Linked DNA regions of Mus musculus: region 2 is linked to region 1. The links are chromatin contacts, called in public Hi-C maps. All regions are on one chromosome and are shown on one strand. Each heading gives the region's core, a stretch centred on a gene start, on an enhancer-like site or on the middle of the called end of the contact. The rest is flanking DNA. Distances are from core to core; before and after follow the strand shown. Region 1 holds the start of Yod1 (YOD1 deubiquitinase). Region 2 holds the start of Nucks1 (nuclear casein kinase and cyclin-dependent kinase substrate 1).

Region 1 (6,734 bases), core at 2,882-5,381:
AAGGGACTATAATTAAGCATCATGCTGTAAGTTTACTTACGAGACAGTCTGCCTTAGGTGGCAGCTTCTTGCCCTGGCAAGAAAAGGAGACCCTAACCACAGAGATGTGCCAAGCTCAGTATTCTAACTGCATCAATCCAGCATATGCCTCATGGACGCCAGATAAAAGAGCATGAAATAACAAGAAAGTGCATGACACCATAATGCAGCTCTGAGATAACTGACCAGTCAGATCTCACACTAACCACCTCCTTCTACCTACGCATACACATAAGCACTTCTCCATAAAGGGAGAACTGACCAGGGGGGTTCCAGAAAGAAGAGTGCTAGAAGGCTCCTGAGGTTTCCAGAAACCTTCCAGAGGACCAAGTCCCCAGACTTCTAGGGAAGTGTACAGCCTTGCTTAGGAATGTAGAGTCCAGGGAACAAGAAATGATGCTTGAGTCCCCTGCCACCATTTCTGCCATCTCTGTATATTAAAATGCTTGTGTGAAAGAATCTGCAAAACCCCAAAGCTAACCCTGCAAGAACTTCAAGCACCCGACACTGAGTCACATGTCAGAGCTCATTCCCCTCGGGGCAGGGAGGAACAGGACAAGGGCTGGCTCTCACCTGCATCTTGGGTTAGTTTTTTAAGACAGGTCTCAAGTAACCCAGGCTTACTCTGAACTAAGTATGTGTGGTTGTGCACACCCTTGAACCCCTCATCCTCTGCCTCCACCTCACCAGGGCTTAAATTATGGGTGGGGACCACCATGCCCGGCTTCTGCCTTCAATATATGCAATGAGTGTTGCCTTCCAAGAACACAGTCCAAGAGATAAAAGGAACTGAGAGTGACAGCCCCAGGTTACTTGCGTACCTTGACACTTGGCCATCCTATGTATAAAATAACTTGCTCTAGCTCCCACATACCCCTAATGAAAGCATCAAGAAGCCCCAAGGATACTAAGCCTACTAGTTTGAGACAGGGAACTGCTCACTGTGGACTCTGTCTTAAGTCCTATGCCATGTGTCTCACACATCTGTACTCAAGAGGTTATAAGAGGAAACTTGCATGATGAGTCAGAGGGCAGCCTGGGTTACACTGCAAGTCCCCAGCAAGTCAGGGTTCTGTGCTAAGATCCAAACGCAAAATAAATAAAACATAAACTGCCATGCAAAGAATTACTCCCCACCCCCACAGAGAAAAAGAGTCTAGGATACAAATACATTTCTGGGACAAAAACCCCACGAGGGATCCGCAGCCAGTCACTCTTTACCAGAACTCACAGCATGTCTTCCCTGCCCTTCGCAGATTTGAGGCGTGGGGTTTATAGCTGCTGTTGCAGTCTTCTGGGGAAAATGTACTATTCTCAGACATGGTAGTTCTTCAGGAGGCACCTGGGAAAGGAGAGATAATAAAATAGAAGGAAGGGAAGGAAGGTATCCCTAAAAATGGTGCAGAGAATTAGTGTGACAAAGGGAAGAAGCCCCTACCAAGATCCAGGTCCAGCCTCTTGCTCCTACTTCACAAACACTTGTTCTTGGGTGTCACAAACCTGACTCCTCACGTATACAGCTGCACCCCAACTTTGCAGTTCTTTGCTGACTTGGTTCACACTCATACATCTCAAACCCAGCAAGCCTTCCAGTAATCTTAATAAAGCAGATTTTCCTAGCATGATTACTTCGTCTTATTTTACAGAATTGACAAATGAAGATAACCAAAGTACCTTGTTCAAGTTTCTTGCCCTCACATTCTAAGTTTAAGAATACAGACAGAACAGAGGTGGGAATCAGAAGCGCTGGAGATGCGGAGAGATGAAGTGCACTTGATCAAGAAAGCAACCCCAATCCAAAGGAAAAACTCAGTCTCGGCGGGGGGGCGGGGGGGGGGAGAAGGAGGGAGGGAAGGAGAGGGAGAGAGGGAAGGAGAGAGAGAGGGAAGGAGAAAAAGGAGAGGGGAAGAGGGAAGGAGAGGGAGGGGAAGAGGGGGACAGGGAGAGAAGGGAGAGAATGAGAATGAATTTGGAAACTGGTGAGAGGGACGGACGGGGTGAAAGCACACTCTAGGAAGGAAGAACTGTAGTGGAGCTGTGATAGCCCTAGCATGTTACATTCTCTGACGTTCTCCACCCTCCCTGCCCTTTCCTATCCATACCCTAGGGCGCAGCGGAAGTAAATGACTTATGGAATGTTACCTGCAAAATAAGCCTTGCGTCCTGATATCAACTAGGGTGAGAGGGACTGGGACTCACTACTCAAACCCCGATGCCAAGGAGCTCAAGACAAAAGATTCTATTTAAAAAAAGGAAAAAAAGAAAAGAAAAGAAAAAAGAAAACCCGTGCACGGCTCCTGGCCTGACAGAGCCAATTCTCCAGTCCTCACTCCGCAGCTGCGGCTCAGTGTCCCTGAAGGGCTGCACGCCCAGGAGCGTCACCCGGAGCTACACTTCCCGAAAGCACGAAGCACTGTCGCTCTGCACCATCCCCGCGCCCGCGCAGCACCCCAGCCCCGCGTCCAGACTGCTCAATTACCGCTCACCCTATGACCTGTCCTATTCGTCCTCCCTGCTGTAGACCCAGTGTCGCCACCGGAGCACCGGGTACCAAAGCTGGCAGACAGACTGAAGTAGTCCGGGCTCCGGGGGTTGGGGCGAGTCACGTGGGGCGCTTGGCCCCGCCCACGCTGGCGTCAGCCCTCACCTGGAGGCACGCTGGACCAATGAAGCACCTGCAGGGCAGGGGGCGGGCTCCTGGGGTCTGGGAGGACCTGTGACAGCCTAAGGCTGTCAGCTCGCAAAGCAGCCGGCCCAGGGGAGCTTGGTGGCATTGTTGCCTGGAAACAAATGGAGCTGGAGGCGGGGTGAATTAAAAGCCTTCCCTTCCCCCCCCCCCTTCCCTTATTCTCGCGAGACCTGTTTGGCTGACATCTTGCGTGGGAGTGACTGGTGAAAAGTGAGGCTTAACGCCTTCGTTCCTGAATCTCCAGCTAGACTAGGTTCTGGGAGGTTGAGGTCGGCTTGTAAAGATGCCTTGCTGGCTACCAGAAGGCAAGAGCTAACTAACTACAACTTCTGGTCAGCATCCTTGGAGCCTATGGATCCGGGAGCCTCCCATTCACCAGACAGGTGACTCCAAAGCATGTTCCTTGATTTCCCCCTCCATCCCTGGACCCAGGCTACATTATCTGTGGTCATCTGGAAGAGCCAAGGAGGAGGAGAAGTGCACCCGCTCCTGGTGTGAGGGTACAGAGGGACAGATTCGCTGTAACTGATTCACAGTAGAGGCTGTTGCAGTGGGGTTTATATCTCCCAGAACTACTTTTCAAAGTCACTCCCCCTGCACACCATTGGTACCTGACAATGCTTGACAGTCCAGAGTGGGGAGGGGGACTTGTTTGCTGCTTTGGCTAAACGGTGGGGGAGGGACCCTAGAACTGTTTTCACTCCTTCCTTCTTGACCCGAGAGTCAAGTCATCTTCCACACAATCCAAATATGCGTTTCACACCCCCGCGGCGAGTTCCAGCGTGCTACGAACTGTCATTATTCGGCGTTTACTGCACACCTTTAGAACTATGGTCAAGGCAGTCTCGGGCTCCCGGGCTACAGAGTTGGAAACTGGCTAGCTATCTGGTCAGGTCTCCTCTCTGCCCGTCTGTCTTCTGTCTCTCGGCCACCGCGAGGACTGCGTTGCCATGATGAAGTGTCTTCCTACTGGGATACGAGGAATCGGACTGGAATCCTGATGACCAAGAGTGAGTCCTCTTGAGCCCTGCCACCAACCGCGGGAGTGAGGCGATCGCCCCAGGCACGGCTGCTGACCTCATACAGTCTTTCTGAGGTGGCAGATGGACGCTTTCAAGTTCGTCTCACGGGACTCCCCGCTCGTCCCGTCCACTTGGCCTCAATGAATCAGTTCGGCGCAGCCACGAACCCCGCCAGCGGCGTGACTGTTTGGTGGGTCCTTCTGACCTCTCTTGGCATTTGTTTACCTTCCCGACGATGAGTCGGCTCTGCCTGGTGTTTGGGAGGCTGCTTTCATCATTGGCGACCTCCCTGCAAGGTGACATTCTGCTCTGCTAGACTCGGGAACTCCTTCCCCGCCCTCCTCCCTGGAGCATAAATGCTGCCGACGCGAAGCTCGCCTCACCGGAGCGCTCGGGAGAGCCGGCCGACCCCCAACCCTCACCCGCGGCCGCCCTTGCCACTTTAAGAGCCCGCGCCGTTTTTGGAAGGACCGAGGCCGAGTCCCCCCCACCCCCCACCGAGGTGTCGCGAGAAGCGCCCCAGCGGCCACCTCTCGCGATGTTTGGAGGCGCCAAAGGCGGCCATTTTGGGGTCCCCCCCGCTGGTTACTCCGGCGCTGTCCCCCAGTCTGAGGCTGGGACCAAGGCTGGCCCCGCAGGAGGCCGGCCGGCCGACACTATGTGGCGGGTCCGCTGCAAGGCCAAGGGTGGCACCCACCTTTTGCAGGGTCTTTCCAGCCGGACCCGCTTACGGGAGCTGCAGGGCCAAATCGCCGCTATCACCGGCATCGCTCCCGGCAGTCAGCGAATCCTCGTTGGCTACCCGCCCGAGTGCCTGGATCTCAGCGACCGGGACATCACTCTTGGGGACCTGCCCATCCAGTCAGGTACGGGCACCGGCCGGGGCCGGGGAAGTCTTGGAGGACGTGGAGGGGAGAAGAGTGAAGCTAGTAAGGCAGAGTGCCGATGTGACAGCTAGGGGCTTCGAGGACCAGAACTCCGGGAAGGCCGGGGCAGGTGTCAAGTCCTTTACTTGTGATTTAGAGACAAGGCTGGAGTCTTGAAGTCCCCTGTTCCCCAAGCCTGCTTCCAGGTCATTTGTTTCCTCTGCTTTCCCAAAGGACAGCAGGACCCTTGTTCCCTGACGGGATGGTTCTTTTTCCCTATCCCGATCAGCAGGTCAGCGGTTGAGATACCAATTTTTCGTTTTCCCTGTGTGTTAATTTCTTTTTATCTTGTGTCTCATATATATATATATATATATATATATATATATATATATATATATATATATATATATACATACATACATACATACATACACACACACACACACACACACACACACTTGGACGTTGTGTTTATTGCTGTAGAATTAACCAACAGCAGTTACTTGTTCCCAGGTTTAGAACTTGAACGTCAGTGTTGACCATTCAAAGCTTTTTCCATTTTGTGGCAAGGCCCCTCGAATCGAGCTGTCAGATGGTATAGGCATGCGAAGTGCAAAGAACACCCCAGTGACCTACCTAGTCTGTGGAGAACATCTGAAAGATTTGGTTTTTAAGTTGAAATGCAGCGCGGAGCATTTTGTTCTGTTTGCCTCTTTCTGAAGACACTGAACTAAACACAAACAAACTTAGAGAGTTACTGGCCTCTTGTTTACAAAGTTGTGTTCTCCTTGGTAACCCGCTTTATACTTTTAACTCCTTTGCTTTCTAATTTTCTGAGTTGGCTAATAAACACCCAATCTATAATTTCTCTGCAGTTCTGGATTTGTTTTATTTTTGACAGGTGACATGCTGATTGTTGAAGAAGACCAAACCAGACCAAAAGCTTCACCTGCGTTTTCAAAATATGGTGCTCCTAGTTATGTCAGGGAAGCTCTGCCTGTGCTTACCAGAACCGCAGTCCCAGCAGACAACTCTTGCCTCTTTACCAGTGTGTACTATGTCGTGGAAGGAGGAGTCTTGAATCCAGCTTGTGCCCCTGAGATGAGACGCCTCATAGCACAAATTGTAGCAAGTGATCCAGTCTTGTATAGTGAGGCGATACTGGGAAAGACAAACGAAGACTACTGTGATTGGATCAGAAGGGATGATACGTGGGGGGGGGCAATCGAGATCTCAATCCTGTCTAAGTTTTACCAATGTGAAATATGTGTAGTAGATACACAGACAGTCAGAATTGATCGTTTTGGGGAAGATGCAGGATATACCAAAAGAGTTCTGCTTATCTACGATGGCATTCACTACGATCCGCTTCAGCGTAACTTCCCTGATCCAGATACCCCTCCTCTGACCATTTTCTCCTCAAATGATGATATTGTTCTTGTACAAGCACTGGAATTAGCTGATGAAGCTAGAAGAAAGAGACAGTTCACTGATGTAAACCGCTTCACCCTGAGATGCATGATCTGTCAGAAGGGCCTAACCGGACAAGCAGAAGCAAGGGACCATGCCAGGGAGACAGGCCATACCAACTTTGGAGAGGTGTGATCTATTCATAAGAGTGGGAGCCTACTACCTCACAGATCCAGAAGGCTCTGGGTTTTCCAATAAGCTATTCATAACCCTACAGAATAGAACACAATGCTTGGACCATCCTTTTATCCTAAACTAGTATGACTGACACTGAAATTCCTTGTTAAGATTAAAATCAGTGTGCAAGTTTACAGATGTGTGTCTACACTAGTGGCATGCCCTCTTTCTACTGGGGGTCGGAATAAGGTGGTTTTGGCCACTTGGGATGCTAACCCGAAGACTGGATTATATTATAAACCAGCACCTAGTGGCTTTAGCTTATAGAAGAAAACATCATATTTTAGGTAATGTGGAAAGCCTTGTGGAGGGCCACTGGACATATACCACAATGTCTCCAGTAGTTGATTCCTTTTAATAACTTTGAATGAGTTAGTAGTTTCTAAATTCTGAATTGATCCATCAAATGAAGATACTCAGAATTGTCAAAACTTTTTATATTGCAATTTGGTAGACTTTATAAGTGTA
Region 2 (6,223 bases), core at 1,530-4,029, 1.2 Mb after region 1:
TACATAAAATAAATCTTTAATAAAAAAATCTTTGGTATTGAAGAGGAACAGTGACAATCCTCTTTGACAACTCTAAAGTTCAGGTGTCTCTGTCAGTGAACACCTTCACCACTACAGGCCGGGCTGCAATACGGAAGCCGGCAGAAATGCTTCCCAGCATCCTATACCAGCTTGGTGCAGATACTCTGACTGGGTGACAGAGAGTGGCAAATAGCTCTGCCCAAACAACCTGGGAATGGCAAAGCACCAGCTGCTACTGGAGAGGAGAGGGATGAAGTTGCAGTCCTGTGGAGAATTTTGATGAGGTTTTCAAAAATGGAGCAACTGACTTGAGGCAATTTGTGAGGAAGATGAAACTTAAAGAAGTTACTGGGCTGCTATTTCATGTCATGACTGCTTTAAAAAATTTATATGACTCTGATAAGACCTACATCTTTACTATTTTTATGTTCAAGCCCCTTGGACTCTGCAGCTCCTTTTGGTTGTTGGTTACACACAGTTCACCCTTCGCAGCAAATTAAGCTGAAGCAACTCGGGAATCAAGTTTGAGAAAAGTTAATAAAATTCTTTGTCTAATTTTCCTCTGGTCTCTACATTCTTGCTATGGTATACACACATGCACCCATGCACACACACACACCAGAGACATATAAAAAAAATTTTAGAGATGGGTTTTGGTGGTGGTTATGCAACAACATGAATGTCCTTAATGCCACAGAAGTGTAAATGGCTAAGACCGCACATTTTATGTAAATTTCCTTTTGTGTAGCCCTGACTGTTCTCAAACTTGCTCTGTAGACCAGGCTGACCTTGAACTCAGAGAGATCTGCCCATCTCTGCCTCCTGATTGCCAAGATTAAAGTCATTTGCCACCACTACCCAGCTGTTAGAGATTTTTTTTTTTACCATATATTTTTTTAAGTGAAGAGGAAATGACGTTGAACGGAAAGGATCAAGAATAACTTTTAAAATTCTTCTCTTTTGCTGCTTTCTTCCCTTAGATAAGTAGAATTTTACACTGGGAGACTTTCAGGAAGCAGATAGTGATGTGGTTTGTTGCTTAGGGACTATATCTTCACTTGGTTTTGTTGTTGACTCAGGGGCTTTCGCAGTCCAAACTGTCCTCAAACTCCCTATGTAGCCAGGCATGACCTTGAACATCTATCTCCTTGACTGATGGCATTATAGGTGTGTATCCTCTTGTCCAGTTTCAGGAGGTGATGAAGATTGAACTCAGTGCTTACTGTGTGCTGAGCAGTTACTCTCAGCTGAGCAACATCCCCACTCTTCAAGTGAAACACTGGCTCTGGCAAGTATTGAAATCGATTTACAACATCATAAAGTGTGTTAGTTTTCTATCCGTATGACTTGAAATATCAACTTACAAGAATACATTTATTTTTCTACAGTTTCATATGTTTCCATTGAGGGCTGCTTGGTCCTAGGGCTTTGTGTCTGTAGAGAGCAAGAGCATCATGGTGAAAAGCATTTCAGCAAAGTGAAACAGATGACATTGTGTTTACAGGCTGCAAGCAAGAAAGACAGAGGGTGGTCAAGTCAAGGTTCCCACATCATGTTAAAGTGCTCACTCCTAATGTCCTAACTTCTACCAGGTCCTGCCTCTTAAATCTTTGGCATATGGGTCCCTAGGGAACATGGAATCCAAACTATAACAGGAAGTAAATCCTAGATATTAATACAAAGATACTGTGCTCTACTTCTGATTTAGGCATTCAGTCTTGAGGCAACTCGAACTACTTTTTTTTTTTTAAGATTTATTTATTTATTATATATGAGTACACTGTAGCTGTCTTCAGACACACCAGAAGAGGGCATCAGATCTCATTACAAATGGTTGTAAGCCACCAGGTGGTTGCTGGGATTTGAACTCCGGGACCTCTGGAAGAGCAGTCAGTGCTCTTAACCACTGAGCCATCTCTCCAGCCTCCCTGCCCCCCCCCCCCGAACTAATTTTATCTTCTATTAAAAACGGAACCTAACACTTAAGCCCAGACTAAAGGCCTTTCAACATAGCACCTTGTTTAGTTCTAGTAATAAGGTAGCCTTGTATCCTACTCTACTCATCATAAAACTGAGGTGCACAGAGGAAACCTAGTTAAGTACTAAGTGGTGGACTTAGAATTTTGAAGCAAGCGTTTTGTCACCAGTCTCCCTCTTAACCATTAATCACCTCTTTCTCTTTGAAATGCTAATATCAGAAATTGAGGTTTTAATGAGTGTTAAGTAGCTCTCAAAGATCAGATTGGGTAGAAGATATTCCTTGTGAACCCAACTCTCTACTTCAGCAGCGTGACTGAGCCCTGGGAGGTTAACGCTGAAGTCAGAGTACAGGATTTCTAAGATTAAGGTCAAATTTTTGAACCTAAGTAATTTCCCTCCAATTCTTAAGTGACGAATCTGCTGCCTATCCCATGAGTCTTGCAATTAGCTGATTTGCAAAATAATCAAGTCAGGAGAAATTAAATCCATTACAGAACCACCTAGTCCACAGAGAACTCTATATAAATCAGGTTATTTGGCAGGGGGTCCAAGATATAACCCAAGCCGAATCTGCAGCTCTGGCGTGGAAGACAGGGGGCGGGCAATCGGCGACCATTTTTGTTTTGCGGCCGTGCGCTCTCAGCGCATCTTGACTAACAGGACCCCATGGAGGAGGCGGGGCCTATCCGGGAGTGGGGCGGGGCTGGGAGGCGTGATGATTCAAATGGACTAATGACTAGGGCGCATCTGACAGGAGTCACCAATGAGCGGGCGTGCTGGGGCGGAGCGCACAAACCCTACGGGGTTTGGTTGCACCGCGGCTTTGGCGCATTTTCGGCTGGTTTGATTCATCCATTTTGAAGAGACGGGGGAGCGGGGGGCTCGTCAGATCCAGGGACCTCAAACCAGCAGCCGCCGACTCTTGAGAAGCCAGCAGCCCGGGGCTCGGCAGCAGCGGCCCCGCCGGCCGGAGCGGGGGGGTGGGGCGCCGAGTGCGCGGGGAGGGGGGTCCTGGTCCTCGGCTCCTCGACTTGGTCGCGCCTCGACAGCGAACATGTCTCGGCCTGTCAGGTCAGTGCGGAGTCCAAGGCCCGGGGCGGGCCGAACGGGCTGGGGTGAGTGGCGAAGGACCTGGGCAACGGGCCTGGAGTCGTGCTCCTGACTACCACGCGCGGCCTTCTGTCGGGGGCCGCGCGCGCCCTTGCGCGTGGGTGCTCGGCGGCGCGCAGGATGGCGGCGGCGCGCACGGGCGCGTCGCCTCCACCCCGCAGGGTCCGGGTCGGCTCCGCGGCCGCCCCCACCTCCGCCATGGCCCTGGCGTGGGCTTGGCGCGCACCAGGCACACCATAGGCCGCACCCCTGGGCCCTGTTGGAGCCTACGGCCGACCCGGGTGCGAACACGGAGGACTCGGTCCTCCAGAGGCTCGCCGGCTTAGCGTTTTGGCGAGCGAGTTGCTTGTGCCCCGCCGCCCGGCCCCGCCTCCATTCTCGGGGTCGCGGCAGGCCCCGCCTCCTAGCCCGGCCTGGGCGGAACCCACGTTTTCCTTTCCCCTTGGGGCAAAAGTGAGTTTTGACACTGAGCCCCGTAAAATAAGGGCCACAGCCTCTCCCCACTTGGGAGTTCTGAACGCATTAACCCCAAGTTTTCTCTTTCCACCGCTTGCAGACAAATGCCCTTCCTCCAGGGACGTGCTTGTTAACCCAAATCCCGTGTGGTTCTCGTTCCCCCTCACCCCGCAGTACGCGTCTCTTGCTACTTCTGTAACCCTCTCTTTCCCCGTGTGACGTTAATCGTAAATGGACTACGATCCACTAGCGATCAGACTTTTATTCACATGGCTTCAAGAAGTTTTCGGTTTCCCCTCACTCGGTGGGCTCCCCTTTAATGCCCTCCAGAGCTGTTGTATAGAATGTGGCTTGGGTGGAGGGTGTGGTTTAGTCCAATCTATTAAGGCCTGAGAGACAGAGGGACAGAGACCGAGACCAAAGTCAATAGATGTTACTTGTAAAGGAGCTTTACCTGGCCCCATTGCCTTTAGTTCTTAACTATTTTTACAGTTATGAATTCATTTCAAGTTTTGGTATCGAAAGTATCCCAATACCAAGGAGAGGTTTGGATCTGGCAACGGTTTTGTGCCCCACTATGTCTCCTTGACAAGATAATCTATTGGTGGTAGATTACCACCCCTCCCACTCGCGAGAGGGAACTGCGGAGGATGAATTACCTACCAGCTTGCTTTTTCCATTCTGTTTTAACCTGCACCTCCAAATTACCATGTCTTCTGTGTGATGTTTGGGAAGTAGTCAATATGACTGTTCCAGGTTATAGTGAGTTCTTTGAGGACATAAATCTAACCAAACTGTACCACCAACTCAAATTACTTTTTTCTAGACAGGGTTTCTCTGTGTAGCCCTGGCTGTTCTGGAACTCACTCTGTAGACCAGGCTGGCCTTGAACTCAGAAATCCGCCTGCCTCTGCCTCCCGAGTGCAGGGATCAAAGGCGCCACCACTGCTCAGCTGAGGTCTCTTGTATAATAAATTAGTTGGTCCTTTTGCTAGAAAGATATGTCTTTTCTTTTAAAAAAAATTTTTTTTAATTTGGGGAGAGGGTGTCTCATGGAGCCAAGGCTCCCATGGAACTCTTCTGTAGATCAGGCTGGTTTGAATCTGCCTCTGCCTTACAAAAAGGTGAGACACTACTACTACTGGCTCATTTAGCTTTGTAACTAACTGTTCCACTTGGTGGCTATTGAAAGTTAAATTAAGTAAAGATTACTGGAAATAAAACTTGTGTTTCTCATTCACACAGTACTTCAGATAGGGTATGGGTCTGCACTCTGCACTGTGCTTTTAATGCTAAATAACTCCTGGTGGCTTGGGAGCACCTCAGAAATGTCCCCTTATGCTGGGCGTGGTGGCACACACCTTTGGTCCCAGCACTTGGGAGACAGAGGCAGGCGGATTTCTTAGTTCTAGGCCAGCCTGGTCTACAAAATGAGCTCCAGGACAGCCAGGGCTACACAGAGAAACCCTGTCTTGAAAAAACAAAAAACAAAAAAAAAAAAAAAAAGAAGAAGAAGAAATGTCTCCTTACTCCACAAAATAATAGTACTGTTTTCTAAAAGAATTGGTGTGTTTTTGTTTTTGTTTTTTTTTGAGGCAGGGTTTCTCTGTGTAAGAGCCTTGGCTGCCTGGAACTCCCTCTCTAGACCAGGCTGTTATCAAACAGATCTGCCTGCCTCAGCCTCCTGAGTGCTGGAGTTAAAGACATTCCTAAAGGCACATGTCCTAAAAGGAGTTTTTGATGGATTTTTGTTTTCGTTTGTTTTGTTTTTCTTTTTCTTTTTTTTATTTATTTATTTTTTTAAAGAACATTTGCCTTCTTTATTTTTTTTTAAGATTTATTTATTTATTATATGTAAGTACATTGTAGCTGTCTTCAGACACTCCAGAAGAGGGAGTCAGATCTCGTTACGGATGGTTGTGAGCCACCATGTGGTTGCTGGGATTTGAACTCTGGACCTTCGGAAGAGCAGTCGGGTGCTCTAACCCACTGAGCCATCTCACCAGCCCTTGTTTTGTTTTTCTCAAAGGGAATAAAAAAATTAGGTGGCAAACTTTGACAGCAGACATCATGTGTCCAAGTGGCCTACAGAACCTAGATTTTATAGTTAATAGAGTCCTGCTCGTTTTCCAACTCCACAGTGACCACTTTACTTTCCTGTATGTATGTGGGTGTGAACTACCACCTGTCTGGTTAAGGTCAGAGGACAACTTGTGGAATCACCTCTGTTCTTATTGGTCCTGTGGATGGACTGTAGTCTTGGCACAAGTGCCTTTAGCTGCTGAGCTGTCTCACTGGCCTTTTCCTCTGCAATGTGTGTGCCCATGTACTTGTGTGTGCCTATATACTCGTGTGTAAAGAAGCCTCTTAATCATGCTTTGAGGTGAGACATGCCCTGGGACACTTATTATGTGGGTGCTGGCATCCAAACTTCTTCATGAGGCATGACACTCTATGAGTGTATTGTTTGTTTTCTGGCTTTTGTGGAGTTTTAAAAATTATTATTATTTGCTTGTTTTTTGAGCTGGAGTCTTATGCAGCTCCAAGCCAGTCTTACTTAGACTTGCTTTGTAGTTTTAAGAAGTCCCTAGTTGGGCTGGTGAGATGGCTCAGTGGGTAAGAGCACCTGACTGCCCTTCCGAAGGTCCAGAGTTCA

What was found. A called contact is a pair of places that touch in the nucleus more often than the background predicts.
Region 2: a contact with region 1 is called in a Hi-C map of natural killer cells, with 14 times the contacts expected there. The contact joins the promoter of Nucks1 here to the promoter of Yod1 in region 1. A contact is called at or near these places in 1 of 39 promoter capture datasets (erythroid cells) and 1 of 484 Hi-C or Micro-C datasets (natural killer cells).

The regions. Positions count from the first base shown.
Region 1 is chr1:130,713,196-130,719,929 of GRCm38.p6, forward strand. Yod1 (YOD1 deubiquitinase) reads left to right here and starts at 4,132. Exons shown (of 2, transcript NM_178691.4): 1 at 4,132-4,616; 2 at 5,521-6,734. The coding sequence starts at 4,289. The coding sequence ends at 6,224. Pfkfb2 (6-phosphofructo-2-kinase/fructose-2,6-biphosphatase 2) reads right to left here and starts at 2,626. Exons shown (of 15, transcript NM_008825.4): 1 at 2,526-2,626; 2 at 1,271-1,381. The coding sequence starts at 1,361.
Region 2 is chr1:131,907,679-131,913,901 of GRCm38.p6, forward strand. It overlaps Nucks1 (nuclear casein kinase and cyclin-dependent kinase substrate 1), which reads left to right and starts at 2,780. Exons shown (of 7, transcript NM_175294.3): 1 at 2,780-3,072. The coding sequence starts at 3,056.